Linked DNA regions of Sus scrofa: region 1 is linked to region 2. The links are chromatin contacts, called in public HiChIP or PLAC-seq maps. All regions are on one chromosome and are shown on one strand. Each heading gives the region's core, a stretch centred on a gene start, on an enhancer-like site or on the middle of the called end of the contact. The rest is flanking DNA. Distances are from core to core; before and after follow the strand shown. Region 1 has its middle 30 kb from the start of AHCTF1. Region 2 overlaps CDC42BPA (serine/threonine-protein kinase MRCK alpha).

Region 1 (4,146 bases), core at 234-2,733, 150 kb before region 2:
ACTGATCCCATACTCCAGAGAGAGCGGGAAAGGTCTGGAGCCCATGGTGTTTAGTCTAATGGCAGGGAAGAGCTCACGGAACACATTTGAAGGAGCGGTGGGTGACAAAAAGTTGCTTTTGGACCACATCCTAGGAGCGGTGCTAGTCACATGTGTGGGTGTGGTGGTTAATGGTGATGGGCAGGCCTCAGACCCCTAATCTGCAGGGGTCTACAGGGCGGGTCCTGTGGTTGAGGAGCCGCCGGCAGGAGCAGGGACCAACCCAAACCAGCTCCAAGGGAGAGGTCACTTCAAGGACTCTGACTCGTGGTACAGGCTGAGTTAAAAAAATTCATCTGTGTTGTTAATGGATGCATTTGGAGTGGATAAGCAATGAGCTCCTGCTGTAGAGCACAGGGAGCTCTGTCTGGTCGCTTATGATGGAACATGATGGAGGATAATGTGAGAAAAAGAATGTGTATATATGTGTGACTGGGTCGCTTTGCTGCACAGTAGAAACTGACAGAATGCTCTAAACCAACTCTAGTGGAAAAAATTAAAATCATGAAGAAATGTGTCTGTGCAGAAGATGACACATTTGTAGACGGAGTTACTGCCTGAGTCAAAATTCCATGGGACTCGGGGGTATAGCTCAGGGGTAGAGTATTTGATTGCAAAATTCCATGGGACAGAGTCCCACTCCCAGCTGTAGTCCCCCCTCCACCCATGACTCACAAAGGGTGAGAATTGCACCCCCCTCCCCAGCCCAGTCTTCCTGAGAAACCGACACTGAACTCCACCAAGCTGATCAGACTTCATCCTGTGACGTGTCAGAGCTAGGCGAGAGAGACATGCTTGCAGGTGGATCCTGGTTCCAGTTTGGAGAAATTGACCCCAGGGATACATGTCCTGCTCCTTAGGGAATGAAAATAAAAGATGTTACTGGAAAGCTGAATTAATACGCAACATACTTGGAGTTCCCACTATGGCTCAGCAGTATCAGCAGTAATGAATCTGACTAGTATCCCTGAAGATGAGAGTTTGATCCCTGGCCTCGCGCATGGGTTAAGGATCTGGTATTGCCTTGAGCTGTGCTGTAGGTCGAAGACGTGGCTGGGATCTGGCATTGCTGTGGCTGTGGCTGGCAGCTGCAGCTCTGATTCCACCCCTAGCCTGGGAACTTCCACATGCTGTGGGTGCGGCTCTAAAAATACAAAAACAAACAAACAAAACCCCCAAACAAACAAAACCATGCAACATCCTTATACATTCTGCCAAGTGTACAGCTCCAGAAATCTTTGATTCTGTGCCTTGCCTCCAAGCACCGTCCAAGAGCCTGAATTTTTGCTCTCCAGGCGATGTTTGCACTGCCTCTGTGTGTGTGTGTGTGTGTGTGTGTGTGTGTGTGTGTGTGTGTGTGTGTGTGTGTGTGTCTGCGAGCTGCCACTGCGGCTGCCATCTCGGACTGCAGCTGGTGTTGATGGCGCTGAAGCGCTGAGTCACTGGCTGTTTAGTTGCCCTTACATCACGTTCCATTGTCCTTTCTTCCTTTCTAGGCTTTTAAGGGCTCTTTCAGTGGTTTGGTTTGGTTTTGTTTTTGCCTCCGGGCCTGTTCCTATTGGGAAAAATGGCTACAAAAACCCAGAAGCTGCTGGGGCTTCTGAATAAACCTGAACAGAAGGACAGGCCGTTCCTGCAGGCTGCTGAGAACACCCAGTGCCCACATCTCCTCAGGGGCACCCAGTGGGCAGGGGAAGTGAGCAGGGTGCCCCAGGGTGGGCTCTGGCTCATTTTTCGGTAGCTCTCCCTGCTGTGCTAGTTTGAACTAGATCTGATGCGTGTAACAATCTTTCTGCATTCCAGATCCCACGCTCTCCATGTCCTGTTTTCGCACAAGTGTAACAGGTGGTGTAATTATCTGCGTGACATAAATTCTTGGAGAGCTGGCCTCCGGAGAACTGTCTTTAAATGACCATTTTGACCCAACAAGCTTGTCACTTTATTAACATTTTTTGGTTATAAAAAGACCTATTTATTATGGAAAAATTGGGGGAAACCCAGAAAAGTATAACGAATGAAATAAAAAGTATCCATAATCCATCATCCTGGAGTGCTCACTGAACATCTCGATGTAGACTTTTTCCAATATTTTTGTTTATATCTACCGGGAACCATCGACTGGAGCCACCACGTTGACTAGTCACAGTAATAGCCACTTGCAAGCGTTGTGTCACAGTGGCAGGCCCTGATAAGGTACGCGGTGCAGCCCTGAAGACTAACCAGGAGGATTTGGGAGGGGCCTACGGGAGGGGGAGACAACCAACCTCCCAGGATCCTTGGCGCTGGAATCCATCTTGGCCGAGAGGTGCAGGTGGCACCAGAAAGGACCCTGAGCCAGACTGAATACAGGCCGAGCAAGACGACTGGCCAGAGACAGCCCGGAAACTAACCCCATTCCCATAAAATCTGAGGCTGTGAGCCTCGTGGCTGAGCCGTTCTCCTGGGTTCCTTCTCCTGCTGCTCTGGACCCCGGGCGCCCCTTCCCAGTAGGTCTCGTGCTTTCTCAGCACGGGTGTCTCCTTGGACAACTCAGTCCTGAGAGTCAGACAAGAGCCCATGCCGGGGCCCTGGGAGGGGGTCCCCCTTCCTGCCACATAGCAATGGATTTGCACACACATTGTACATATCAGGCCCACACTGGACATTTTGTTTGAATTGTAAAATGTGCTGTGAATATACTCTTATGTACATTCTGGAAGTGCTGCAAACTAGTGAAGTCTGAGCCAGGAGATATTGCTGTATCTTTGCCTTATTTACTGTTTTATTTATTTATTTATTTATTGGTTTTTTAGGGCTGCACCTGTGGCACAAGGAAGTTCCCAGGATGGGGGTAGAATCAGAGCCCTAGCCACAGCCACATAGGATCTGAGCCATGTCTGAGACCTACACCACAGCTCACGGCAATGCCGGATCCTTAACCCACTGAGCGAGGCCAGGAATCGAACCTGCATCTTCCGATTTGTTTCTGCTGAGCCACGATGGTCCTTTCATTTTTAGTTCCGGGACATTTTTCTTGCCAAGACGGCCTCATCCACAGGTCCCGTCCTTTCCTCCCGCTTCTGCCAGGTGTTTAGAGCATCATCTCAGGTAACCCCTCCGTCTCTTCTTTTGTCTTCTGAGAACCCAGAGGTTCTCAAACTCGAGGGTGATGCACACTGAGGTGTGTGGAATGATTAGCCAATGGGGACCTGCTGTATAGCTCAGAGAACCCTACCCAGTATTCTGTGATTATCTGTGTGGAAAAAGAATCTGAAGAGAATGGATATGTGTATATATATATGACTGGGTCACTTTTGCTGTAAGGCAGAAATTATCACAACCTTGTAAATCAACTATACTTCAATAAAACTTGAAAAAAAAAAAAAACCCAAACTTTGAGTTCCTGTTGTGACTCAGCAGTAACAAACAGGACTAGCATCCATGTGATCCCTGGCCTCACTGAGTAGGTTAAGGATCTGGTGCCATGATCTGTGGTTGTAGGTTGCAGTCAAGCTCAGATCCCACGTTGCTGTGACTGTGGTGTAGGCTGGCAGCTGTAGCTGATTTGGCCCCTAGCCTGGGAACCTCCATATGCTGCACCTGCAGCCCTAAAAAGACAAAAACCCCAAAACCACAAAAACTTGAGAGTACATCAAAATCACCTGGAAGCCTCAAAAAAAAAAAAAAAAAAAAAAAAAAAAAGAGTTCCCTGGTGGTAAACAGTTAAGGATCTGGTGTTGTCACTGCTGTGGCTCAAGTTCGATCCCTGGCCCTGGTACTTCTGCATGCCATGGGCACGGCCAAAAATAAATAAATAAATAAATCACCTGGAAGGTTCAAAAGAGGGGACTGGGCTTCATCTCCAGCATTTCAGGTTAGTAGGGATGGCTTCGGTGGTGGGGCAAGCTCCTGGGGGTATGGCCTGTGTTGGTTCAGTGGAGCTACAAGGGGAACTCCCCAAAGCCTTGTTTTTAACTTGTGCCATCTCCTTGCAGTGTCACCTACACTACAGAGGACAGAACTGCTTTTTAAACAATTTTTTTTTAGCCACACCTTCGGCAGGTGGAAGTTCCTGGGGCAGGGATGGAAAACGAACCTCTGCAGTGACAATGCCCAATCATTAACCTG
Region 2 (4,324 bases), core at 1,334-3,833:
CAGCTGTAGCTCTAATCCGATCCCTAGCCTTGGAACATACATATGCTGCAGGTGTGGCCCTAAAAAGCAAAAGCAAAAAAAGGAATAAGACAAATATAGTTAACACTGTTTTGTTTGTTTTTTTGTTTTGTTTTGTTACTGGAGTTTCTGGCCAGTGCATTAAAAAAAAAAAAAAAGAAAAAAAGAAAAATAGAATGAGTTAATGGGATTGGAAAAGAAGAGAAAAATCTGTAAGCATTTACAGATCACCTATATAAACATCTATAGAAAAAATAGATATCCATATGTATTAATAAGGTAATTTAGTATTTCTTAAATAAAAGATTATTTTATAAAAATCAGTGGAATTTCTTTCTACTCAATAATCAGAAGAGATGATGACATAAACCAGAGGATGATGGCATATGATACCATTCACAATAATAAATCAAGTCTCTAGGATTTAACCTGACAAATAGTGCATGAGATCTACAAGGAGAGATTATTACAACATATGATTTAAAAAACCCCTGAAAGACAGATTTATCATGTTCAAATATGGTACAAAATATTTGTAAGGATGTCAGTTCTTCCTAAATCAATTCATTAGTTTTACGAAATGCCAATCAAAAGTCAGTGGAATAGTTTGAGAAATTCCACACACTAAAGACTTTGTATAGAACCTCTTATTCTAACACATGTGATTGTTTGACATCAACTCTTGTGATAAAAACAATTAGAAAACCTTTATTAAAATAAATTCAGGTGTTTGAAGGCATAAGAGCTATACACTAATCAAAGACTGAAGGGACTGAGAGTCACAGAAAAGGTCTTTTGAGAGGTGAACCCCCAGCATTCAGTTTTACCTTTCTTTTGAAGACAGTTGTCTGGAGTCAGAGAAGTTAAAGAGAACTTTCAGAAATCTCACAGGTAGGGGAAAAAAAATGGGGTTTAGTTCTCAGTGAAGTGGAAAGCTTTGTTAATTATTTCAGGTATTAAATTGGAACTCCTGAGAGACCACACCCTGAGGTGTAAGTGGAAATAGGCCAGCCCTCACAAGACTGAAACTCAGTTCTAGTCCAGTCAATCCCAGATTGGATTAAGGCAATCTGACCCTAATGTAGAAATGAAATACACAGTGATTGAAAGTAAAACTTAGGAGATCCCGTCGTGGCACAGTGGTTAACGAATCTGACTAGGAACCAGAAGGTTGCAGGTTTGATCCCTGCCCTTGCTCAGTGGGTTAACGATCTGGCGTTGCCGTGAGCTGTGGTGTATCACAGACATGGCTCGGATCCCGCGTTGCTGTGGCTGTGGCGTAGGCCAGTGGCTATGGCTCCGATTCGACCCCTAGCCTGGGAACCTCCATATGCCGCAGGAGCGGCCCAAGAAATGGTAAAAAGACAAAAAAATAAAAAATAAATAAATAATAGGTTTCACTGCAGTCTGAAGACAAGATTAGTGACATGGAAAATAGGTCAATAGGAACTATCTAGGCTGAAGCATGGAGAGGAAAAAAAATGGATGGAAAGTTTAAAAATAAGTGAGGGTTCAAATTAGACATAAAGAAAAAATTAACATGTATGTATTTATAGTTCCAAAGGGAGATGAAAAAGAGAGAAAATGGGACAAAAATAATATTTGAAGAGATAAGGGCTGAGAATTTTTCAGAGCTAACTAAAGACGTTAATCCATACACAGATTTAAGAATTATATGACTCCATGATAAGATCAGTACATTTAGGGCACATAATACATCCAGCCACACACTGTAAAACTTATGAAAACCAAAGATAAAGAAAAAATTTTGGTAATAGTTATAGGAAGAGGGACATGTAACTTTCAAAAAGCGATGCGAAGACAATACACTTTTCAATGGAAATGATGAAAGTTGAAGATAACAGAAAACAACATCTTAAAACTGAAAGAAGAAAACCTGTCAACCTCTGATTCTATACCAAGCAAAACAGATTTTTCTAGTGAGGGCAAAAACTACAAAATACTGTTGATGCTTTTGATTTCTGGGCTATCAGATAACTGTGTCCATGTTAGGAGGTGAGGCTCCATTCTCTTTGGATTTTAATCAGTTTGTTGGTGCCAGATCAGCTTCAGAGTTATTAGGATCCCCTGTTAAAAAGGATCAAGACAAGAACTTGGAGCCAGACTAGAGACTTTCAGGTATCTTCCCCCAAATGTAAACCTTTGTTCCTTACTTTGGATCTCAAAGGAGACTCAAAGCTGAATTTAGGTTTCCAGTCAGCCTTAGAAACTCATTTGTTAGTGAAACAGAGTCACTGAGATTTGGGCTTCCAGGCTGATGGCTAGAGGACAGGTCTTCAGTCTCAATCCACTTGATTTAATCATGGATAGAAGTGAAGGGGAATTACTCACCTTTCCTTTTTAACATTTGTCTCTTGACTCTAATAGAGAAGGTAAAACCTTCCTTGCTTTTAAGATGGAGTGTTTTTATTCACTCCAAACTTGAGCTCTAAGAGGAAAAAGGCAGCAGGCTAAGTTTTGCTAAAAAGGGAAGTAGAGCAGAGTGAATTTGCCCAGCCACTTACCTCTGTTAATATAGTTCTTGCAGATACTTTGAAATGACTCATGCATTATATTTAAGGCTAGACTATTAATGGATGTTGTGTTTTCAGAGGAAGTAGAGGTCCTCCCCACCTAACAAAATACATTTTATCATTACTGTCGCTTCCTTAAAATCATTTCATATTTGGAAATTAGTAAAAGAATTGATGGCAGAATGCAATCAGAAAAAAACTGAATGGGAGAATGAAATCAGCAATGGGTTAAGAATCTGACTGCAGTAGCTTGGGTTGCTGAGGAGGTGGGGGTTTGATCCCTGGCTGGGTACAGTGAGTTAAAGGATCTGGTGTTGCTGCAGCTGCAGTGTAGTTTGCAACTGTGGCTTGGATTCGGTCCCTGGCCCAGGAACTTCCATATGCAGAGTGTGCAGCCATAAAATAAAAAAAAAAATAATAATAAATGGGAATGAAGATGTAAGATACTTCTGTCTTTGTAATGGGGAATGTGAGAACCTTGTACGACTTCTTCCTGGTGCTTACACTTTTAAATTCTTGTTTCTTTGTTTAATGTTTGTCTTCACCAATAGATTGTAAGTGAAGGCAAGGATTGAATTTATTTATTATATCAATACTTGGCACAGTGCTTTTAAATATAATAATTTTCCTTTCCAGAGATGAAAAGCAGAAAAACGAAGGGTTTTCTTTGTTCTTGTTGTTTAGGTGTCTCTGTTTTGACTAATAAAAAATACTTATTGGAGTTCCCGTCACGGTGCAGCAGAAATGAACCTGACTAGGAATCATGAGGTTGTGGGTTTGATCCCTGGCCTTGCTCAGTGGGTTGAGGATCTGGTGTTGCTGTGAGCTGTGGTGTGGGTTGCAGACGCGGCTTGGATCTAGCCTTGCTGTGGCTCTGGTTTAGGCCGGGGTTGCAGCTCCTATTCAATCCCTAGCCTGGAAGCCTCCATGTGCCATGGGTGTGGCCCTAAAAAGAAAAAAAGAAACTTATTAATCATGTACTATATCCATGATGCTGAATAGTATTACAGTCTAATCAAAGGTACACAGCATTGAAATCCACTTCTGTAGTTCTGTGGCATTTCTTTCCAATCTTATTCTATTCATAGGTAATAATATTGGTAAACATTTATATCTAACCAGCTTTTCTTACCAGATAGTTTGTCTCTTCTCTATGTGTTGAAATGTTTCTTTTAAACCTGATTTCTAAAGGCTCCATAAAAGTCCATTATGTGGAAGTTTTGTAACCTTCTTAACAGTAATGGTAAGCTAGAACGCATGCCCCATGAAGGTAAGGATTTTCCCCCTATCCATTCATTTCAGTTCCTCAGCACCTATAGCAATGTCTGGTACATAGCAGGTATGCAGTACATAATGAAATACTGAGGTTGTCCTGTTTTTTTTTTTTTTTTCTATATTAGAAATAATGCTTTCCAAAGCGTTTTTATACATTAATACTTTCACTGCATTTCAAAAGATTTTCTAAATAATTTCTTCTAAAATAAACTTTTGGAAGAGGACCTTGCTGGTTGAAAGGATATGGACAGTGATACATGATTTCAGAGTAGTTTTCTGCTAGATAATGTTATTTGTGGCTTTCTATTTTTGTACTTTAATTTTATAAATTTTCTATACTAATTATATTCTAGTAGAATCAAGAGTTTTTTTTTTTTCTTTTAAGTGCATTTCTTTTTGTTCAGGGAGCCAGTAGTGATCTTGTGCCTGGAGTATAGGGTTTTGTTATTTTATTTTTAAAATTTTATTTAAGTGTAGTTGATGTACAGTGTTGTGTT

Evidence for each region. HiChIP or PLAC-seq counts read pairs in DNA pulled down with a chosen protein or histone mark.
Region 1: a contact with region 2 is called in an H3K27ac HiChIP or PLAC-seq map of alveolar macrophages. The contact joins two enhancer-like sites. A contact is called at or near these places in 1 of 47 Hi-C or Micro-C datasets (embryonic fibroblasts) and 2 of 2 datasets of contacts at active chromatin or transcription factors (alveolar macrophages and skeletal muscle).

What each region holds. Positions count from the first base shown.
Region 1 is chr10:15,009,883-15,014,028 of Sscrofa11.1, reverse strand. No RefSeq gene overlaps it. Among named protein-coding and RNA genes, the nearest start is that of AHCTF1, 30 kb to the left of the region's middle. Within about 2 kb of position 1,483, at least 33 of the 83 cell types and tissues checked have an H3K27ac peak or open chromatin away from gene starts, as enhancers often do. A contact at or near this core is called in alveolar macrophages, where this site is marked.
Region 2 is chr10:14,863,615-14,867,938 of Sscrofa11.1, reverse strand. All of the region lies in intron 2 of CDC42BPA (serine/threonine-protein kinase MRCK alpha), which reads left to right. Among named protein-coding and RNA genes, the nearest start is that of CDC42BPA, 75 kb to the left of the region's middle. Within about 2 kb of position 2,583, at least 1 of the 83 cell types and tissues checked has an H3K27ac peak or open chromatin away from gene starts, as enhancers often do. A contact at or near this core is called in alveolar macrophages, where this site is marked.